Linked DNA regions of Sus scrofa: region 1 is linked to region 2. Evidence: chromatin contacts called from public Hi-C data. All regions are on one chromosome and are shown on one strand. The core of a region is the stretch at or near the end of the contact, and the rest is flanking DNA. Distances in the headings are between cores, read along the strand shown.

What was found. A called contact is a pair of places that touch in the nucleus more often than the background predicts.
Region 1: a Hi-C map of skeletal muscle shows a contact between it and region 2, with 5 times the contacts expected there. The contact joins the enhancer-like site here to the promoter of ITGB8 in region 2. A contact is called at or near these places in 5 of 47 Hi-C or Micro-C datasets (fibroblasts, heart right ventricle, psoas muscle and 1 more) and 1 of 2 datasets of contacts at active chromatin or transcription factors (skeletal muscle).

The regions. Positions count from the first base shown.
Region 1 is chr9:89,442,415-89,448,054 of Sscrofa11.1, forward strand. ITGB8 (integrin subunit beta 8) reads left to right here. Exons shown (of 14, transcript NM_001097424.1): 13 at 2,560-2,723; 14 at 2,818-2,940. The coding sequence ends at 2,940. Among named protein-coding and RNA genes, the nearest start is that of ITGB8, 100 kb to the left of the region's middle. Within about 2 kb of position 1,682, at least 11 of the 83 cell types and tissues checked have an H3K27ac peak or open chromatin away from gene starts, as enhancers often do. A contact at or near this core is called in skeletal muscle, where this site is marked.
Region 2 is chr9:89,340,840-89,346,546 of Sscrofa11.1, forward strand. ITGB8 (integrin subunit beta 8) reads left to right here and starts at 1,409. Exons shown (of 14, transcript NM_001097424.1): 1 at 1,409-1,535. The coding sequence starts at 1,409. It overlaps MACC1 (metastasis-associated in colon cancer protein 1), which reads right to left and starts at 1,342. Exons shown (of 9, transcript XM_021063417.1): 1 at 1,258-1,342.

The DNA of each region.
Region 1 (5,640 bases), core at 432-2,931, 100 kb after region 2:
TTGCAAAAAAACTTAATTACAAAAGGGCCATTCTTTCCTGATAATTTTCACTCTGATATAAATATAACTTAGAGATGAATGAATATAAACATGGTACAATGAAAAGGGTTTAGAAATTTTAGTCTGATGTCCTTAGCTTAAGGCATGTCCCTTGACACTAGTAGTTAAGAAAGATCGCCCTCTTACAAAATTTCCCCAAGCCTCAATTTCCCTATCACTAAAATGGAGATAATAATACCAACTTCAAAAAGTTGTATGAACATAAATAAGCCAGTGAACATTAAAAAAATAAATTAAAAGATGATACATGAATGAAACAAACATGAGGAAGCTGTGTTCAAAGACCATTTTATATAAAAGTTCATTAGAACCCAAAAGCCAGCACCTCATTTTGTGTAGGTGTAAGGTGTTAAACTACATGTGAATTAGAAATGAAGCTTGAAATCATGTATTCAGTGAAAACATTCTTACTACCGCTAGTATATCTAGTTTCTCCTCCAACCGGTAAGAATAATTCCAGGTCTTAAACAGATTGCACATAATAAACTCTCTCCAGTGTTTTGTTTCCCTCTCCCCTCACAGTGACAGTAATCTTAGCTCACTGAATTTGGCTCTGAAAAGAGCCCTGCCAGCTGGGGCTGAAGCAATCACACCCGAAAGCCAAATGCCTTTGCTAATAAATAGAGCCCTATTGTCAACATGTCATTTATTAGGTTAAGTAAACAAACCTACTCTGACTTAAATATGGTTACAAAAAGTATTCCCTTAATGCTCCTTAGGAAAAGACCTTGCTTAACCTAAACTAAGAAAAGAGTCATGGCCAGAGCTAAATGTTTGGCCCTCCAAAGCTAAAAATTTAAGACTGCATACAGATTTGAACCCTGAAAATGTCCTCCAACCTAACTCATTAGAAATATTTGTAAAATGTATTACTAGCTAGGGAATCTCTCCTCCCCTTCACAACTGCTGTGCAAGGAGAGGGAACTGCATTTTTTTTTTTCTTTTTTTTTTAGCTACCTCTATTATCTACCCACTTGATCACACTTAAAGGGTATTCTTTTGATCTTTCTGGCTAAGGTTCTACTAGGCAAGAAGCCAATAAGTGAGATCAAGCCACATGCCCTCTTAGCTGATTAAGCAGTTACAAGTCACTGAAGGGAAATGAAAGGCGTGCATGTCATGAACCCAGGCACCACCAAGAACACCACCTTTGAATAGAGAGGGCATCTTGGATTCTCTCTGTAAGACTGCAACAAAGGGAGACTTGTACTTGTGTTTAGTGCTTCTATTCCCTTTAGCCTTTCCTTCAAGGAACCTTATCATTACAACCAAGAGAAAACTGGGCTCTAAGTCTTCCCACTTGGCGAAGAGCCCTTGTCCTTGTTACTGAGTTCTTGGCTTATTCAAGAACATGCTTGGTCCTCCCTCGGAATTCAAACAGAAATCACTCTTGATTGGGTGACTGCTCTTCTAAGCCTTAGTAGGTCCCTTCTCAAAAGACTTCCCAAGAAAACTTTTAGACATTTAGGTGAAGTCCTCAAAGTTTGGAGAATGGGCAGAAAACACACGCTTCTTTAGGCCAGAAGGTAATTTTATGAATGTGGAGCAGGTGGTGAATTTTGTGGAATACTTGTGCATTGCGCAACCAGGTTCCTCTTAGACTAGGGTAATACCTCTGGCAGCCACAGAGCCTGTAAACTTTCCAACTCAAGTTTGCCAAGGACGTAGGACTGAAACAGAGACCTAGCATGCCCCTCCTCTTAATGCAGCATTTCCTTTTCCAGCTAGTAATTATTTGTTCTTGAAAAAACATACAGTGGAATTTTTAAAAGCAAAATAGAATAGGTTTGGTCAACAGACAAGTGAAAACTAAATTGACAAACACTGAGGAAAGAGATTTCGGTTTTATTGTCCCAAACTGTACACCCCCACTTCCTGAAGAAGCTATGTGTAATAATAATGAAAACTTGCACTGCAGTTTCAAAGGAAACATTTATTCATCTATTAGAGTAGTAAAGATTTTAGCTTCTGCAGATGTTTATTTTCCATTACTGATGTGCAACAAATGAAGAGAAAGCCTAACAAGAGAAATATATGCTAATACACAGAGCTGTTAAACATTTTTTTAAATCCTATTTTCCACTTAGTGATCAAGTGGAAATGATCAGTAGTGATCAGTGTGTAGTGATCAGTATACACCACAAAAACCATCCCTCTCTCTGTCATAAATAAAATGATACTTAGTTAAAGGGATGTGGACATATCCCAGTTAATACAATTAAGGAAATCAAGCTGCAGAGAAATAATCTTATTGAATACCTTAACTGTGGCTATTGTCCAAAGGAGAGTTTTCTGTTGAAAATATTTTATTAATGAGTGTGTAATAAAGTTAGTTTACTTTTTGAATCAACAGTAATGGCAGTCCTCTTTTTGAAAACGTAGATTTGCACAATATCTATGATCCTATTAATAGAGACAATGAACATTATTTACTTGTTAGAATCCTTTGGTTTATTCATTCCAAATTTTTAACCCATTTATTTGTTTGCTTCTTTACAGAATGTTTCTCTAGCCCGAGCTATTTGAGAATATTTTTCATCATCTTCATAGTTACATTCTTGATTGGGTTGCTTAAAGTCCTTATCATTAGACAGGTTATACTACAATGGAATAGTAATAAAATTAAGTCCTCGGCAGATTACAGGGTATCAGCCTCAAAAAAGGTCAGTGAATTCTAAAAAAGGTTTACTATCAGTATGTTATTGTCTAGTTTTAATATTTAGGCTCTTAATTAATGAATATTTCTTCTCCCTCAAGGACAAGTCAATTCTACAAAGTGTTTGCACAAGAGCGGTCACCTACCGACGTGAGAAACCTGAAGAAATAAAAATGGATATTAGCAAATTAAATGCTCATGAAACTTTCAGGTGCAACTTTTAAAAAGATAAAAAAAATGTACTTTATGGGAAACTGGATTTTTAATAATTGCTCCTACAAATTTTTTGAGAAGTCACAGAGGAGACAAATTTTCCAGATCATGCCAGTTGCTAGTATTTCACTCGATTGAAGACTGACAAGCATCCTCATCATCATGTGACTCACACTGCTGCTGAATTTTTCAGAGAAAAATGTGTCTTACTACTGTTTGATACTAGTGTCATTGTAGCACTTTACTGTAATATATAACTTATTTAGATCAGCATAGAATGTAGATCATCTGAAGAGCACTGATTACACTTTACAGGTACCTGCCATTCCTACACTTCTCAGAGGGACAATGCTGTGAGATAGTTTTGGCATTGTGTCACTACAAGGGTACAGTAATCCCTGCACCAAATATGCAGATGGAAAAAATAATAAGGCAGTCATACTAATGTTGCCAAATACTTCAACAATTGGCAATGAATAAATAAGAACAGCTAGATGAATAAATGGTTAGTTTTTACTCATTCAAGAGGAACAGATAATACCTTAATCTTGAGGGATACTGCTTTTCAAAGTGTAGTTTTATGCATGTGTGTTTGTTTCCTTCTTTTTATAAGATGGATACTAATTCCAACGTTCTTTCCTCTTTGCCTTTATATTTTGGTTTTCTTTCTTATAAGATAGGTTTATATATGTCACAGATGACTGGATTAAATAAGTGCTAAGTTACTACTGCCATAAAAACCTAATAATACAATGTCACTTTATCAGAATACTGATTTTAAAAGCTGAATGTTCAATAAGGGAAACAGTCAACTAACATCAAAATCTGAATAATTTTGTTGCTTGCATGTGTGGAGTTTTACATCTTCTTACCTTGTAAACTGGATGGTTTTCATCATTTCCTGTATCTAAACATCAGGTTGAAATTCCCAAGATATTAAGAAACTCTGCCTAAAGCAAGTGCCACACTTTCAAATGTGTTTTCTCCAATATTTACTCAAAGTAGAGAATAGCATTTTTCAAATTAAAAGCAATATTAAGCTATATTATTTTTGCCCTTTGATGCAGTATAAAAACATTCTTTTCCTGAATCACCACAATTCCACCCACCAGAATTCTAAAAGTGTACAATTGGAGGCAGCTAGACAATATTTTAGAAATAAGCTAATTCACCCTGTCAGTCAGTCAGGGAATAGAGGCTCAGAAAGTTTAAATGATTTGTTAAAAACCCCCAAGTGACTAAGTGACAGGAAAGAGAACTATTTTCTTATCATCAGGCCAGTGTTCGACTACCTCTTGAATCTTTAAACTTTTCAATTGGCAAGTATTTTAAAATGTGATTTACTGAAGTTTTAAGTATATGGCCATGAGAAAATTTCAAGGCAAAGCAGAAAAAAGTAATTCAAAGAAAATTGTCCATGGTTGCTTCTAGTTTTTCTGCTAATTAGCTTCTAAGAGACTTCATCATGGCCTAACTAGAGGGAAGTCCATTCACACCATAATCTGTGTGAATGGCGCCCCCTGGAGTTGTGAAGTGCTCAGTGCTCAGCCTGAAAGCTTGATATAGAGGCCATGAACTTTCATCTTCCCCAATGGGAACTTCATTACAATTACCATATCCTGCAGACTTATTCAGCCTGATTTTATTGGCTAAAAGTCCAACAGTCCTGTGTGCAGTACGGATCTTTGCCTATGACAACAAAGGAATTTATTTAAAATGTTTTCTTAGAACTAACTTCCCAGATTTTCTGTCTTCCAGGACTTGAGTTAATCAAAGTGCCAGGTATTTGCATTTAGACAAAAACTAAATCCCACTGCATATTCTACACTAAAGAGGATTTAAAAACATATGATAAGTTGTTCTGGAGCCAACAAACACGGTAATTCCATCCACTGTCCCCTGCAGCCAAGCACTTACGATGCCAGGTTGGACTGGAGTTCCTTCCCCAAATGAGAGATTAGGGGCATTGACATAATTCAGTACTGTGACTCACTTATGTAAAAATACCTTTGATCACAAAGGATAATGTAAAAATTGTATTTAGCTTTCTATTTGTCACATGTAGCATCCTTTTTAGAAGAGAAAATAAATGGATACCTGACAACCCCCAAAAAGGAAAAAGTGGAAAATATCCATTGAAATGCTGAAAATTTTAAAAATGAACATTACAATGTTCATAAGCTAATTTCCATGCGGGATGAATTTTCCAAAATCACATAATAAAACAGAACTTTAAAGGGATATATATTTTCACTCTATCATTAGTCTGCACTAATTTATAATGGATAAAGTTTCTTACCACAGGAAGGGACAAATTTCCTGGTAGGCAGATCAATGCTAGATGATGACTGTAGTTATGTTTGTGATGTCTTGTGTTTTCTATCTTTACTTAAAGATCTAATTCTTAAAGATTTTAGAGTTTATATTTACTTGAATAATTGATATTTTCCTTGTGAAAAGAGAATTTATATATGAATAGTTAGAATTAATTAAAAGTTAAAGGAAAACAGGGTAGTCTTAGATTAAGTAATTTATGTAAATAAAGCCTATTTTTAACTAATATGACCACAAGAGCCATTTGAGATTCACTGATATTAAACACAAGTAATGAAATTTTAAATGGTCAACAAAGTTATTAAGAACTTGAACAACACTTTCGGTACGACAGCATTTCTGTGCTCTAAAGTATGTCATGATTTAGAAATGTGGCA
Region 2 (5,707 bases), core at 159-2,658:
AGCGCGTAGCGTCGGGGTCAGAGGCTAAAAATTGCGCTCAGCTGCCACTAGCGCTGAGAGAGTCTCCGCGCCTGCTAGGCGAGTGTTGGGGTCCAGGGATTCGGGGAGGAGGGCTAAAGGGAACAGGGTGTATGATTCCTGTTGCGCGGCTACGCTTCAGGAGTTCTTGTGAACGATGGGAATGGCAGCTATCAGAGCCAAACGGGAGAAAAAGAGCTGGAGTGAGCAAAACAAAGAGCGAGTGTGGGCCCCGGTGACTTCATGCCTCACCAATGTCCCGCCCACGCTGCTCCGAGCTGTTACTGCTGCTGGAGCCTCGGCGGAGCCTGAGGGCGGCAGGAGCGAGAGGCTCTGTAGCGTGGGGCGGTTTCCTAGCAACTCGAGGCCCGAAAGCGCTTAGTTCTCCGCAATTCAGGAGCAACCCCCAGCCCGCCCCGGGCCAGGGCAGGACCACTCCTCCCCCACCCTTCGCCAGGCTCGCCTCCTTCGCATCCTCCCCGGGGTGCACCCCAGAGCGAGCCAGCTGTCCGGGCTCTGGACTGCGGGACGCCTGAGCCTCGCACTGGGGCCAAAAGGAAGAGGGCACGAAGGTCCCGCCGGGTGCAGCTAGGCTCCCGCACCCCTGCCGAACCTTCCCTCCGGCGCTCAGGGCCGTGTGCTCGATTCCCGGACTAACAGGGAGCTGCGAAGCTTCGCACTGTGTCCACCCGTGCCGGCGAGGGCTTCTAGGGCGCTCCAGGGCCGCCCCAACTGCAGCTGCTGCCACCACAAGTTCCTCCCTCACCAGCGAGAACGCTGCCGCTACTACTTTGCCCGCTGCTCAGCTGACGAGGCTGCAAAGCTGCTACTAAATGAAGTTGGCCTCCCTGCCCACCTGTGGAAGAAGCTCGAGCTGATTGATGCGCCATCGTCTTTTTTTCCCTTTCGGCCTCGCTGGCGTCCCCTCCCACAGATGCAGCATCACCCAGTGAATGTACATTAGGCTGGTTTTTCCCCCCAGCTTTGGGCTTTGTTTGGCTTTGATTGTGTTTGGCTCTTCGCTAAGCTGATTTATGCAGCAGAAGCCCCGTCGGCTAGAGAGAGACAAAAGCTCTTTTCTTTGTCCCAGAGCGGGCTGCAGAGCCTTTGCTTTCGACGCCGCCCCGGGCCATTGGCCATCAAAGGAGGTGCTTCTCCCTAAGATCGCGGGACCCGCCGTGCCAAGCTGGGAGGGCCGTGGGGGCCCTGCGATGCCGAGCAGTGCCCAGGCCGACGTACCTGCACCGTTTTCTCCCAGCCGCTGGGTCCGCCTGCTGGGCCTGCTGGAAACGTCCTAGCGACACTTGGCACTTCGCGCCCCGGAGGCGCGATCGCGCATCCGGTTAGCAGCCTGGCGGCGGGAGCGGTGCGGTGCGGGCTGCTTTGCATTATGTGCCGCTCGGCCCTGGCTTTTTTTACTGCCGCATTAGTCTGCCTGCAAAACTGCAGGCCATGTCCTGCCCCATTCCTCCGGGCGGCCTGGGTGTTTTCAGTTGTTCTTGGACTGGGCCAAAGTGGTAAGTTGTTTTGTTTTCCTTTGTTTTCCTCTCTTCCTCAAAGATCTTGGGCAGTCATGAAAAGTATCCTGGCCAGGTATGTGGGCCAGTGACACCCTCTGTCTGCCCTAAGAACTTCAGAAGTGCAGAAGTGTGGCAGCATCCTGCATTGCAGACCGCCTGAGGGAGGCCAGGTGTCAAGCATTTCTGCCCTAGAATGACAGCAATAACTAAATGAGGAGATACTATTGTTGCTCAGGGAGGCAGTAATAGAATGGAAGTTTGGAAGGATGGTGGGTTGTATTTACAGAAGCTAATTTAGGGGTTCCACTCTATCTTTGAAGGCATCCTCCCTCCTTGAAAGCATCCTTGAAGATGTTCCTCATCTTTCTAGCATGTGGATCCACTAACCACTAGTTTGCATTGGATTCAAGGCTGAGGATAAACTGGTATAATGAGATTGAGGGTTCTGTTTTTGAGTCCATGACATAAAAGCATGGCAGATGGCAAAAGATGGCAGCATACAAGTTTCCTCTACCACAGTGGAGCCTGAATGAATTAAACACATATGAGGAATATTCTTGCATTAAGTCGGTTTTTTTTTTTTCAGCTCAAAAAAAGATTCCTAGCTAATTGATCCCTCAGTGAGATCCATCCCTGAGACTAAAACTCTAAGACAAGACCCTAGACCAGGATTGACAGCTTTCAGTACAGGCAAGCTACTTTTGTCAGAATTACCTGATTTGGAGAGCATACTTCTTTATAAACTGTATCACCCTCATTTTACAAATCACAAAGAAAAGCTTGTCAAATGGTGTATGAAAAGGTGTTTTGGCACTTCTGAATTATGAGCAAATTTAAGGTGGCAGTACTGGATGGTTAGCAAGCAGTTAAGACATACAGTAAGTAATAGTAATTATGAATTTAGCATGGGTTCTTATTAGCATTAAATATAGGCCAAATATATATTTCTGCCAGTACAGTGATTGTTACTATACTTTTTAGAAAATGTTTACCTGTGTTTGGTCATTGAGCCCTTAAAATTCTATTAGAGCCTTTTCTCTGACCTCTCCTGTTAAAAGAGAGTTGTGACTGTTTCACAGACTAAAATGTTCTCCTAAGTTTTGAATTGACAAATCAAGTTTCTGCCTGAAGCTAATTAAAACCATCAAGTCATACCCTTATACATAATGGAAACATGCTAGCATACATAATTGCCTAATATTTGTTTCAAAACATTTATCTAGCTATGTGAAATGAGAGCAATTAAGAGTTAATTTTTCTTTTCTAGTTTGTAAGTTGATTTTAAAATAAGTAAAATTTAAGGCAAAGGAAAAAATAACATTATCAATTTTCTCTTAAGTGAAACATACATTTGTTGCAAATTTTCCACCAAGCAAAATTCCATTAGGTGCTAATAAGCAACGAAGTATTTTTCTCGATTTAGTAAATACACACACATGTTCAGTAGTAAAATGACCAAAACTTGTGTCAACAGGGTATATTTTGTCCCCAGTACATAAGCAAAAGAAAATATCCTACTTGCCCCCAATTTTATTTATAATAGTGATAGTTGTTAAAGAAAATCATTTTTGTAAAGATTTGTCAAGTTCTTGTATAATAGCATTGTATTTCCATCTAGTGACTGTAACTGATTTGAAGCAAATATTATGAATGGGCTCCCTTGCACCTGCAGTTGTGAAAAGGGAATGCCTATCTGAAATCAGAACAAGGCATCCTTTTCCCAGTCTCTGTCAATATACAAAGGTTTCTGATGTATACTGGTCTGCATTGCAGTTAAAAACATGCAAAAAATTTAAATTACAGCTAGTACAACTCAGAAAATTAAAGATCAGCGTAAACCGTTGTACTTTTGTGATATAGCTACAAGTCTCAAATTATATGTCTTCGCAGTACAAATTAGATGCTCAAAGCAAAGTAGAAATTTAGGTATCAGTTACAAAGGAAATCTTGTTCCTTTGCTTAGTAGTTTACACCAACGAAATGTTGAGGGCAATAAAGCCATACAAAAGAAACCATAAACTGCACAACACAACTTTAGGTTTAATTTTTTTAAGCAGAATTTGCAGGTCCCAAATATATAGTGGACTTTTAATGATGAATATATGATGACCTAGGGAGATGTTATAACTAAAATATGAACTTTATTCTGATCTAGAAAAAAAAACATTGGAGTTTGTTTTTCAGCTTTCCTTGTGGAAATTACCGACAATCAGAGAAACAGTAACACTATAAAAAAAGTTAATGAGTAACTGGAAAACACTAAAGAATACCTAGTGGTTAATATTTGAAGAGTTAATGTATCAACACTGCTGTTTCTACATATGCTAAGTTTGAAACGTTAAAAATATTTTTAACCTAAAATTTTATATAGCAATATAAGAGTGACAAATTTCTGAAATTAACCATTTCTTTTTTAAAACTAGTAACTATTGCAATGAAATTTTACCTTCTGTGCATGATTTACTATTCTTTTTCTTAACAATCAACTGTATTAGCATTGTTTTGTGTGTAGTATTACTTTACTCCAGAATATGTATCATAGAATAAATATCTTCAGAATTCTTTATGCTTACCTAAAGTGAGAGGGTATTTAAGAGACAATGCTTTATTTTTAAAAATCCAGATTTCCAAATTATTTGCACTTATAAGCATCCAAATTCTGTCTTAAAGCAACTGAGACACCTTTTGATAAAAAAGCTTGTGATGTATATGAAAAGGCTATGTTTGTGCTGTATACGAAAGCAAAGTAGCTATGATTTGAAAAAAGCCAGAAAAATTCCTATGCTTCCAAATAGTTCCTTCACCTGTTACCAAATTATTAGAAATTTAACCATTTAATAATTTATTTGGATTAAGCATTATATTGACACTATGTTTTTTCTAATTTTTAACTTTATATTATGGAAATCGTCAAACATATACATAGGAAAAAAGAACGGTATAAGGAATCACCATACACTCATACCCAGCTTCATCAACTATGAACTCAAGGCCAACTTCTTTCATGTCTTCTCCCACCCATTTCATTTCCTTGCCCCACCAAGACTATTTTGAAATAAATATATCATTTTGTCCTAAAATATTTCAGTAAATCAAAATACTCCTGGAAGAGAAGCACACTGTCATTAATCCCCAATAGCATGAATGTTTTTAGTTGAATTTAGGGCCACAAGAACTTCACTATCTTTAAAAGGAGCAATGCTGAAGTGAGGGAGGCAAGCAAAGACAAAGATGGTTTCAAGCATTCACTTTTCAGCGGTTCTATTATGGCTCTATTAAAATTTTTTTTACATATGCATGTATATGAAAAGGAAAAAAATACAGACAAAAGTTAATCACTTTATTCCAATGGAATCATAGTAGGAATACTTTGAGTGTTTTTTGGTTTTGTTTTTGTTTTTTACTACTTTTTAGGGCCGAACCAGTGGCATGTGGAAGTTCCCAGGCTAGGGGTCAAATTGGAGCTACAGTTAGGCTGCTGTCCTAAACCACAGCCATAGCAACACAGAATCCAAGCAGCATCTGTAACCTACACCATATCTCAGGGCAATGCTGGAACTTTAACCCACTGAGTAAGGTTAGGGATCCAACCCGCATCCTCATGGGTCCTAGTTGGGTTCGTTACTGCTGAGTCATGATGGGAACTCCTGAATTTCATTTTTTTTTAAGGACGATTCCCCTTATCTTTTGAATCATCATCTACTAGATCATTTATGGCATATGCATGCTATCTATACATGCTGTAATAATGCATCTTCTATTTTTCAGGCTCCTTTATAGCAAAAATTCTTGAAAGAGTTATCCATATTTGATGTTTCCAATTCTCCTCATCTTCTCTTTGAATCTATGGCAGTCAGGCTTTCTTACTCACCTCTGAAGTTATACCACTCTGTTAAGATCACAGTACCCTTCCTATTGCTAAATCTGATGGTGAATTCATAATCTTCATCCTGCTTGACCTACCATCTATCAGCAAATTGACAGTGTTGACCACTCCTACCTTTGAAACACTTCTTTCCTTGGCTTTTTGGACTCACATTCTCTTGCTTTAAGCTCCTTTCCAATTCTTGGTGTTGGTACTTCCTCATGTCCCAAACTCCAAATACAGAAGTGGCCCAGGCTTTAGCCTTCAGATCTTCTCTTCTAGATACAACAATTGGACTGATCCA